Regions from separate parts of the Mus musculus genome. Here region 2 is linked to region 1. The links are chromatin contacts, called in public HiChIP or PLAC-seq maps. All regions are on one chromosome and are shown on one strand. Each heading gives the region's core, a stretch centred on a gene start, on an enhancer-like site or on the middle of the called end of the contact. The rest is flanking DNA. Distances are from core to core; before and after follow the strand shown. Region 1 overlaps Sag (S-antigen, retina and pineal gland (arrestin)). Region 2 has its middle 17 kb from the start of Arl4c.

Region 1 (3,851 bases), core at 492-2,991:
AACATGTGCCATAGAGTCCTGAGGGAAGCCCTGTGCTACCATGTTCAGTGTGTCTGTAAACAACCACTGGAGAGCTAGAAGATGGATCCCCGGAGATCATAGGCCTGCTAGTCTCGCTCAGTCACTGAGATCCAAATTCAGTGAGAGACTTTGTCTAAAAAATGTAAGGTGTAGAGATGGCTCAGTAGTTGAGAGTTCTTGACTCTCTTGCAGAGGACCAGAATTCAGTTCTCTGCACCCACGTGGTAAATCACAGCCACCTGTAACTTTAGTTCCAGGGAATCAAATGCCTCCTCCTGGCCTCCAGAGGCACCAGGCACAAACAGAACACACACACACACACACACACACACACACACACACACACACACACACACAGCATACACAAAAGGTTGGGACATTCATTCCCTCAAGCCTCTTGACTTGTTCTGAATTACGAAAACCTCTGAAATGTTCTGTGAGGTTAAATAAGACCAATACTCAGCAGTGGTGGTACATACTGGTAATCCCAAGACTCAGAAGATTGAGACAGGAAGATCATGAGTTCTAGACCAGCCTGGACTACATAGTGAAAGTCTGTCTTATAAAAGCAAAAACAACAAGACCAGAAGCAAATGAAACTCACTAAAAATCTAGCTGAGTGTAGTGGCATTGTCCTTTAATGCTAATACTTGAGAGGCAGAGACAGGAGAATCTCTGTGTATTCAAGGCTATCCTGATCTACACAGCCATAAAGAGACCCTTTCCTGAGTCCCACTGTGGGCAGTGTCAGCAAAGAAGCTGATACAGAACCACTGTAGCCAAAACTGTCCATACTAGGAAGGATAGACCGTGTGACTGATAGGTCTGTAACCACTTATAACCCAGGTCAGTCTGATCAGTCAGTTCAAAGATCTCTCTCTCTCTCTCTCTCTCTCTCTCTCTCTCTCTCTCTCTCTCTCTCTCTCTCTCTCTTCCCCTCTTCTCCCCTCCTCTCCCCTCTCTCCCCTCTCTCCCCTCTCTCCCTCTCTCCCCTGTCTCCCCTCTCTCCCCTCTCTCCCCTCTCTCCCCTCTCTCCCCTCTCTCTCCTTCTCTCCTCTCTCCTCTCTCCTCTCTCCTCTCTCCTCTCTCCTCTCTCCTCTCTCCTCTCTCCTCTCTCCTCTCTCTGTGTAGCCCTGGCTGTTTTGGAACTTACTCTGTAGACCAAGCTGGCCTTGAACTCACAGAGATCTGCCTGCCTCTGCTGAGATTAAAGGTATTCAACATCACTGCCCAGCTTGGCTCCCCTCTTTCTTTACTGGGGTTCCTGCAGAGGGCTGTGGGGTTTCCTATGAGTGAAAGACAGAAGGAACCCCACTCTGAGGGTCAATTCTGGGACCTGGCTAGAGACACAGCACTCCTGGGATTCCAGAGTGGTATCTGGGCTGGACAATTCATTCTGCAGTGCACATCCTAGCAACCAGGCCTGGGCTGCAGGCAGAAGGTAGAGTATGGCTTGCAACAATGCTGGCTGGGAGCCAGCATCAGGACCACTTCCTGAATGAGTTCCCAGACATCTGGACATGTGAACTGTCTCCCATGGGAAGGACGCCCCTGTTTGCACCCCAACCCCCGGGAGTTTAAAGCAGCTTCTGCTTCTCCTGCCTCTAGTGAGTTCAGGAAACTCTTGCAAAGTTTTGCTTGAGCTAGGGGTGGCCACATCCTACCACCTGGGTTGTGGTGTTCTCTCTCTCTCTCTCTCTCTCTCTCTCTCTCTCTCTCTCTCTCTCTCTCTCTCCTCTAGCAGAAGAGGGCCTTTGGGCTAGGCTGTACTGTAGTAGAACCTGCGGAAGCCAGGCCCACAGCTGTGTTCAGGGCCATTAGGATCTCATACTGCATGGTCAGCAGCAGCTTACAACGGATGTTTGACCCGGTTTGAGGAACCCTGCCCACCAGAGCCCTGGTTGCTGGATGTGTCTGGAACAGTGCTGGGCTCTTGCAGCCTTCTGAGTGGCTTCTACATTGAGACCAATGTGATTTAGTCGTAATGGGATGGTTTTGAGAAGGGCCTTGGAGATGAGAGAAAACAACTCAGGATGTGTCTGTGAGAACATTTCCAGAGAAGATTAGCCCAGAGGGAAGGCTGCCCTGGATACAAGAGCCACCATTGCAGAGGCTAGAAACCTGGCTGTCATCAAAGGGGGAGCAGGGGTATCCTGCTAATGCCTGCATTCCTTGTTTCCTGAGCTGTTCTGCTCTGCCACGCCCACCCTGCTGTGATCAATAGAAACTGTGAATGGAAACAGATATTTCTGTGACAGTTTGTTTTCTCAGATACGTGCCTGTGCCTAAACAATGAAAAAGCTAACATGATATGGCCCCATTTCTAGACTGCTCTGCCCACCCCCGACCCCCGGGAAATCCTAGAATGGTGTCCATTCTCCCGAGGATCATTTGGTCCAAAAAGCACACAGAGTTTTGAATGAGAAACAGGAAATGGTATAGAGATACACACACACACACACACACACACACACACACACACACACACACACACACATCTGGTGTAATCTTCCTGCAAATTCTGCTACAGTAAAGGCTATCATTCTAGCCCGAGGGCCCCCTTCCATGACAGTCAAGCTGGGGGGGAGACAGACAGACAGACAGAGAGAATGAAACATGCATGCAGACACACACACACACACGTGTGTGTGTGTGTGTGTGTGTGTATATATATATATATATATATATATGTATATATAGATATATGCATATATAGATATACGCATATATATATATAGATAGATATAGATATATATATATACACACACATACATATCATAGCCCTAGCCTGGGCTAATAGCTCATTTAGTCATCTTCTGGGGGCAGGACGAGCATCTCATTCCTGTCAACACATTCCAAGGATACACAGAGCCCTTCTTGTTCCCATAGTGACCTTACTCTCTAGATTTCTCTCCTCCGGTCCCTTGTTTATAAAGACTGTTCTCCCAGCCTAAGAGATGGACCCAGAGGCAAAATAAACACATAGCCTAGCCTGCCTTGCTTCATAGCTCTTGATGGGAGAAAGGGGGAAGAAAGCAAAGGCTTTCTTTTCAGAAAAGGCAAAGTTCCCTCTTCAGAAGAGGAAGCTGACAAAGCGGGCTGCCGCCCAGGAAGTGGAAAGACACCTGCTACTTACTGTGTTTCCTCCGAGGCTACAGGCTTGACGTAATAGTCACTTGAGTAGAGAACCACATTGGCTATCTGTTCCACTGCAAAGGGAAGACAGGAGGGGGTGGTCAGGGCAGCCCCTCGTGCCTTCAAGGAGACACACAGGACCATTTGACTCTGGCTTTCTCAGCCCTCGGCTTCAAGCTGCAATTTTTCAAGGTCTGGTTGCAGGCCATTTCTGTATACCAGTGACTCACTCTGCGTTACCAAAACACCGGGCTCTGAGATTCGGCTCCAGGAAGCACCCTTCTCTCCTCCAAACCCATAATCTCTTAAAATCAAGCTTGAGGATTAAGAGAAACAATTTCAAGTTCCCATCACAGTACCCAACTTATAGAAAACTACTAATGTTTTGTTTCAGAAAATTTCACCGTTTCAAGGTCATTGGTATTATTTTCCAATATATTTTGAGAAATATTTTTTTTTTATTTTGAAAAAGGCTTTCCTGTGTAACCCAAGCTGGCCTAGAACTCACAACTCTGCCTCAGGCTCCCAAGTGCTAGGTTACAAGTATGCACCAACACACTTTGCTGAGAAGTAAATTGTTTTTAAATTTTATTTATTTATTTTATGTATATGAGTACACTGTAGTTGTACAGATGGTTGTGAGCCATCATGTGGTTGCTGGGAATTGAATTCAGGACCTCTGCTCACTCTGGCCC
Region 2 (3,851 bases), core at 543-3,042, 860 kb before region 1:
CCCACTGTGTGGGGATTATCCCATCCTCTGTGATTATTTGGGCTCTGAAGCGTGCAGGGGTTCCCATGGTGAGACCCCCATATGAGGGCAGTGAGTGAACATGTGTGGAAGAGGCTAAAACATCAGAGATAAATTTGTTCTATATCAGACCCTAGGGGTCACTTATCTTGCCTTAGGAGATTCACTCGCTCTTCAAGGTGCATCCGTATCTCTAGAAAGGCATAGATCTGTTCATGAGGGAGAAGAAAGGTTCCATTGAGAAGCTAATCTCAACACAAGTTTGTGTATGAACCAGTTAGTCCAGATCTCAATAGTGTTATGAAGAGAGGATCCTGAGAGGTCTTTCGGAAGATATCCTGGGATATCTTGGAGGTAGGAGATGTGTGTATAATCAGACAGATGGGGGTAGGGGTGGACATGTCCTCTAATGTAGCAAGGTTTCAGCAGAGAAAACAGATACGGTGGTCTAGATATGTCCCGGCTGCATGGTGATAGGGTGGGAGCCAAGGGCAAGCTGGGGTCTCAGTAAAGAAGAGAATGGTACTGACTCCACAGATGGGAGTCCTCAGGTATTCCTTAAACTCAGAGGTTAGTGTCTTTTGGGGGGACTCCCCAGGATTTGTGGCTCATTGTAGTGCAAGAGTCCTTGAGGGGGTTGATTGGTGGATTCCCCCAAACATCGCTGCTTTGCTGGCCTCTCATCCACATGTGTGTTGTGGAACAGCAGCCTGGGACGCTAGCCCACACTGGGTTGAGTCCTGTCCCTGCCTTGAAGCACTCCATAGCTTTTTAATGAGAGCTGTAAACTTTCAGTCACCTGGGAGCCTGCAAATGGCAGCAGCATTCTAGGCTCAGTGATCACAGTCAGGATGCCACCACCCCATCCTGCTTGCCTATCTCTTGACCATAGTGAAATGATTCTAAAGACCCTGGATTGTGGATGGACCTTTCCTTTCTGTGGCATCCTCAAGGGCCTCTGTAGGGGCTGGGAAGAAGCCAGGGACTCTGTTGCCCAGCCCTATGTGCTGAGTTCTCTAGGGTTTTACAGCATGTGGATGCCCTCTGAGAAGCCCACTTAGCACCTCTCTGAATGCTTGTATTGGCTGCTATTTTCTTCTACATAAAATATTCAGGTTCCCCATCCTGCTCTTGTAACAACCCATTTCCAGCATGATTAATTTGCTCGCTTGAACATGGTCCCTGCCTGGGATATGGCTGCCCCTGAATCCCACCCATGAGTTTGCCATAACTTGTGGCCTCCATCACTGAAAACCTATCGTCTCAGTTTAGTCATGTGTGGTCACAGAAACAAAGGTGACACTTTTCACCATCCCTCAGACAGACTCACTGGTCTGGAGTGGAGCAAGCCTGGTCATTACTGTCTGTAGCTACTGCTCTGAAGGGAGCAAAGTGTGTGTTGGAGACAAATGTTCTGGAATCCTAAAAGACTAGTGGTAGGTAACACCTGGCCACACTCAGGAATGCCTAGTTTGGTCTATCTAACTGCCTGTGTGACAGTATTCTACTAATGGAGACACCCCCAACCCTGAGCAGTCCCATGATGGAGCCCAGAGCAACACTGTGTCTCCAGCTTCACAGTTTGTTTAGACAGAAGACAGAATATCTTCCACTAGACACATGACTTAATCTTTAGTCTTGGGGTGTCCTAAATTTAAATCCTTTGAGAGAACCAAGAAGACGGTTCTCAAAAGCTGGCTCACTATAGTGTACTGACAGTGGTCTTGCTTTATGATGGTACAGGAAACATAAAAACCCACAGCACAAGTGTGACAGCAACACCTGTCAGTTTGCCTTCTGTGATGCAGTTCAGAAACAATTTGAAGGGTAGAAGGGCTCACAATCCTAAGATGGTATCAGAAGAAAGGGGTGGGCATTTTAAGATGAAGTTAGAATGTACCAGCTCAAGGAGTAGTTGTAAAGCCCTTTGTCTCTACTCCACCATGGAGATCTGTGCCCAATTCTAGTTCTACCTACTTCCATAACAACCACTGACCCCTGAGGGTTGGTGTCAAATGGAAGCTTCCCAAGGAGTTTGCCTTCATTACAGAACATGATCCCTCAAGTCTTCAACCCAGCAATTATGGGTCCTGATTCCAAACTAGAATTTAATCGATACTCTCTCATTAGGGCAAGTGTCTACCGGCATCTGCTGAGCCTAGCAACTAAAGTATTTATGACCAGACAAACCTGTTTTGACTGTCCTCTGCTGAAGCTCCATCACAGCCAGCCAGCCATGCCTCACACTGAAAGTTAAATCACTCTGAGCACAGTGTACAGAAACTGTATCCCAATAATCTCAAGGAAATGGAGATTGTAGGAGTCAAAACTCATATCAAAAGGTATACATTCTTCACGGTGCACATTGTCACCTTTCAGGTCTGGGCTGAGTTTATTGTGAATTTCTTAATTCTCTACTGTGGACATCACAATTGGTCAAGCATTGTTGGGAATTCAGGACACCATCTCAGGGAAGGAGCTACAGCACACCCCCAACCCAATCCATCCAAGAGTCTGCTTGGCCTCTCTCCTCTAGCCAGGGAATCTCTTGGGGTGTGTCTCTGATTCCAATTCCTTGTCTCAGGCACTTCCTGCATTTGGTGGCATTCAAAGCTCTGCCATTGAAGGCATCAGTGACTGTGTCCCCTAAGGAACCTCAGCTCCAGACTCTCTGGCTCAGCAGTTCTAAACCTGTGGGTTGTGACCCTTTTTTGGGGGGTCAAATGACATTTTCACAAAGGTCATATATCCTACATGTCAGATATTTACATTGTGATTCATAGCATCAACAAAATTAAAGTTATGAAAGAGCAATGAAATAATTTTAGGGTTAGGGGTCATCACAACATGAGGAACTGTATTAAAGGGTCACAGCACTGGACGATTGAGAACCACTGCTCTGGCTCCTCCAAATTCATTCTTCCCAAACAGTGGTCCATGGAGATCTGAGGTCCCTCATCCCACTGACACTGGTGTCCATCACATGCAGTTGTACCATGTCGCTTCTGTGCCTACTGTCCCCACTGCTGTTGTTGGTGTATGTATTGGCTTGCTTCTCTTCTCCTGGCATACCTATTACCCAGAAGAGTTATTGATATCAATGCTGGCCACCACATGGCTGTATTGGAGGTGGAGAAACCTGGGGCAGAGAATGAGGCAGGGAGGGCTGAGAGGAGACAGAGTAGGGACATACAGGCCACTGCAGGTCCCAGCATGTAGGCCATTCTAGAAGAAATAGAGGGCTTCTGTGAAAGATATGCATCTTCTCACAGCGGGTGCAGGTCTTTGAGGATGGAGGAGGTCTGTTGGGATGCTCTGAAGGTTGTGTTTGTTTATAATGGATTTCTAGACCAGACTAGCCTTGAACTCCCTATGTAGTTGAGGATGACATTGAAATTCCAGCCCCCCCTGCCTCTACCTCTTTAGTGCTGTGATTACAAGTGTGTACCAACTGGCTTATGTGGTTCTGGAGATTGAAACCAGGGCTTGAAGTATGCTAGGCAACACTGTACCAAAGGCTCAGCCCCTGAACTCTGTGTTTAAAGGGCTCTTCCCCATGAATGTCACTCTCAGATTTAGGAGGAAGCTATGGTCCCTTTGAAGCCAGTTCTTTTCCTGGCTCTAGTGGCTACCACTCCGTGCAACAACCCAAGATCATGGTGGGTTTCTACTAATACACTGGAATGGGAAAGATGTCCTGGGGGACTTGGACACATTTTTGGAAGCATCATTGCCCCATAGGCATGGGACCAGCACAGGGCATGACACTCTATGCTAGTATAGCCTTTGATTTCTGAAGATACTGATCAGAAGAAGCCAAGGGTCTCATGAGT

Evidence for each region. HiChIP or PLAC-seq counts read pairs in DNA pulled down with a chosen protein or histone mark.
Region 2: an H3K27ac HiChIP or PLAC-seq map of double positive thymocytes shows a contact between it and region 1, with 4 times the contacts expected there. The contact joins two enhancer-like sites. A contact is called at or near these places in 2 of 115 datasets of contacts at active chromatin or transcription factors (double positive thymocytes and microglia).

Annotation. Positions count from the first base shown.
Region 1 is chr1:87,827,776-87,831,626 of GRCm38.p6, reverse strand. Sag (S-antigen, retina and pineal gland (arrestin)) reads right to left here. Exons shown (of 16, transcript NM_009118.2): 10 at 3,158-3,230. Among named protein-coding and RNA genes, the nearest start is that of Dgkd, 24 kb to the left of the region's middle. Within about 2 kb of position 1,741, at least 154 of the 459 cell types and tissues checked have an H3K27ac peak or open chromatin away from gene starts, as enhancers often do. A contact at or near this core is called in double positive thymocytes, where this site is marked.
Region 2 is chr1:88,682,867-88,686,717 of GRCm38.p6, reverse strand. No RefSeq gene overlaps it. Among named protein-coding and RNA genes, the nearest start is that of Arl4c, 17 kb to the left of the region's middle. Within about 2 kb of position 1,792, at least 23 of the 459 cell types and tissues checked have an H3K27ac peak or open chromatin away from gene starts, as enhancers often do. A contact at or near this core is called in double positive thymocytes, where this site is marked.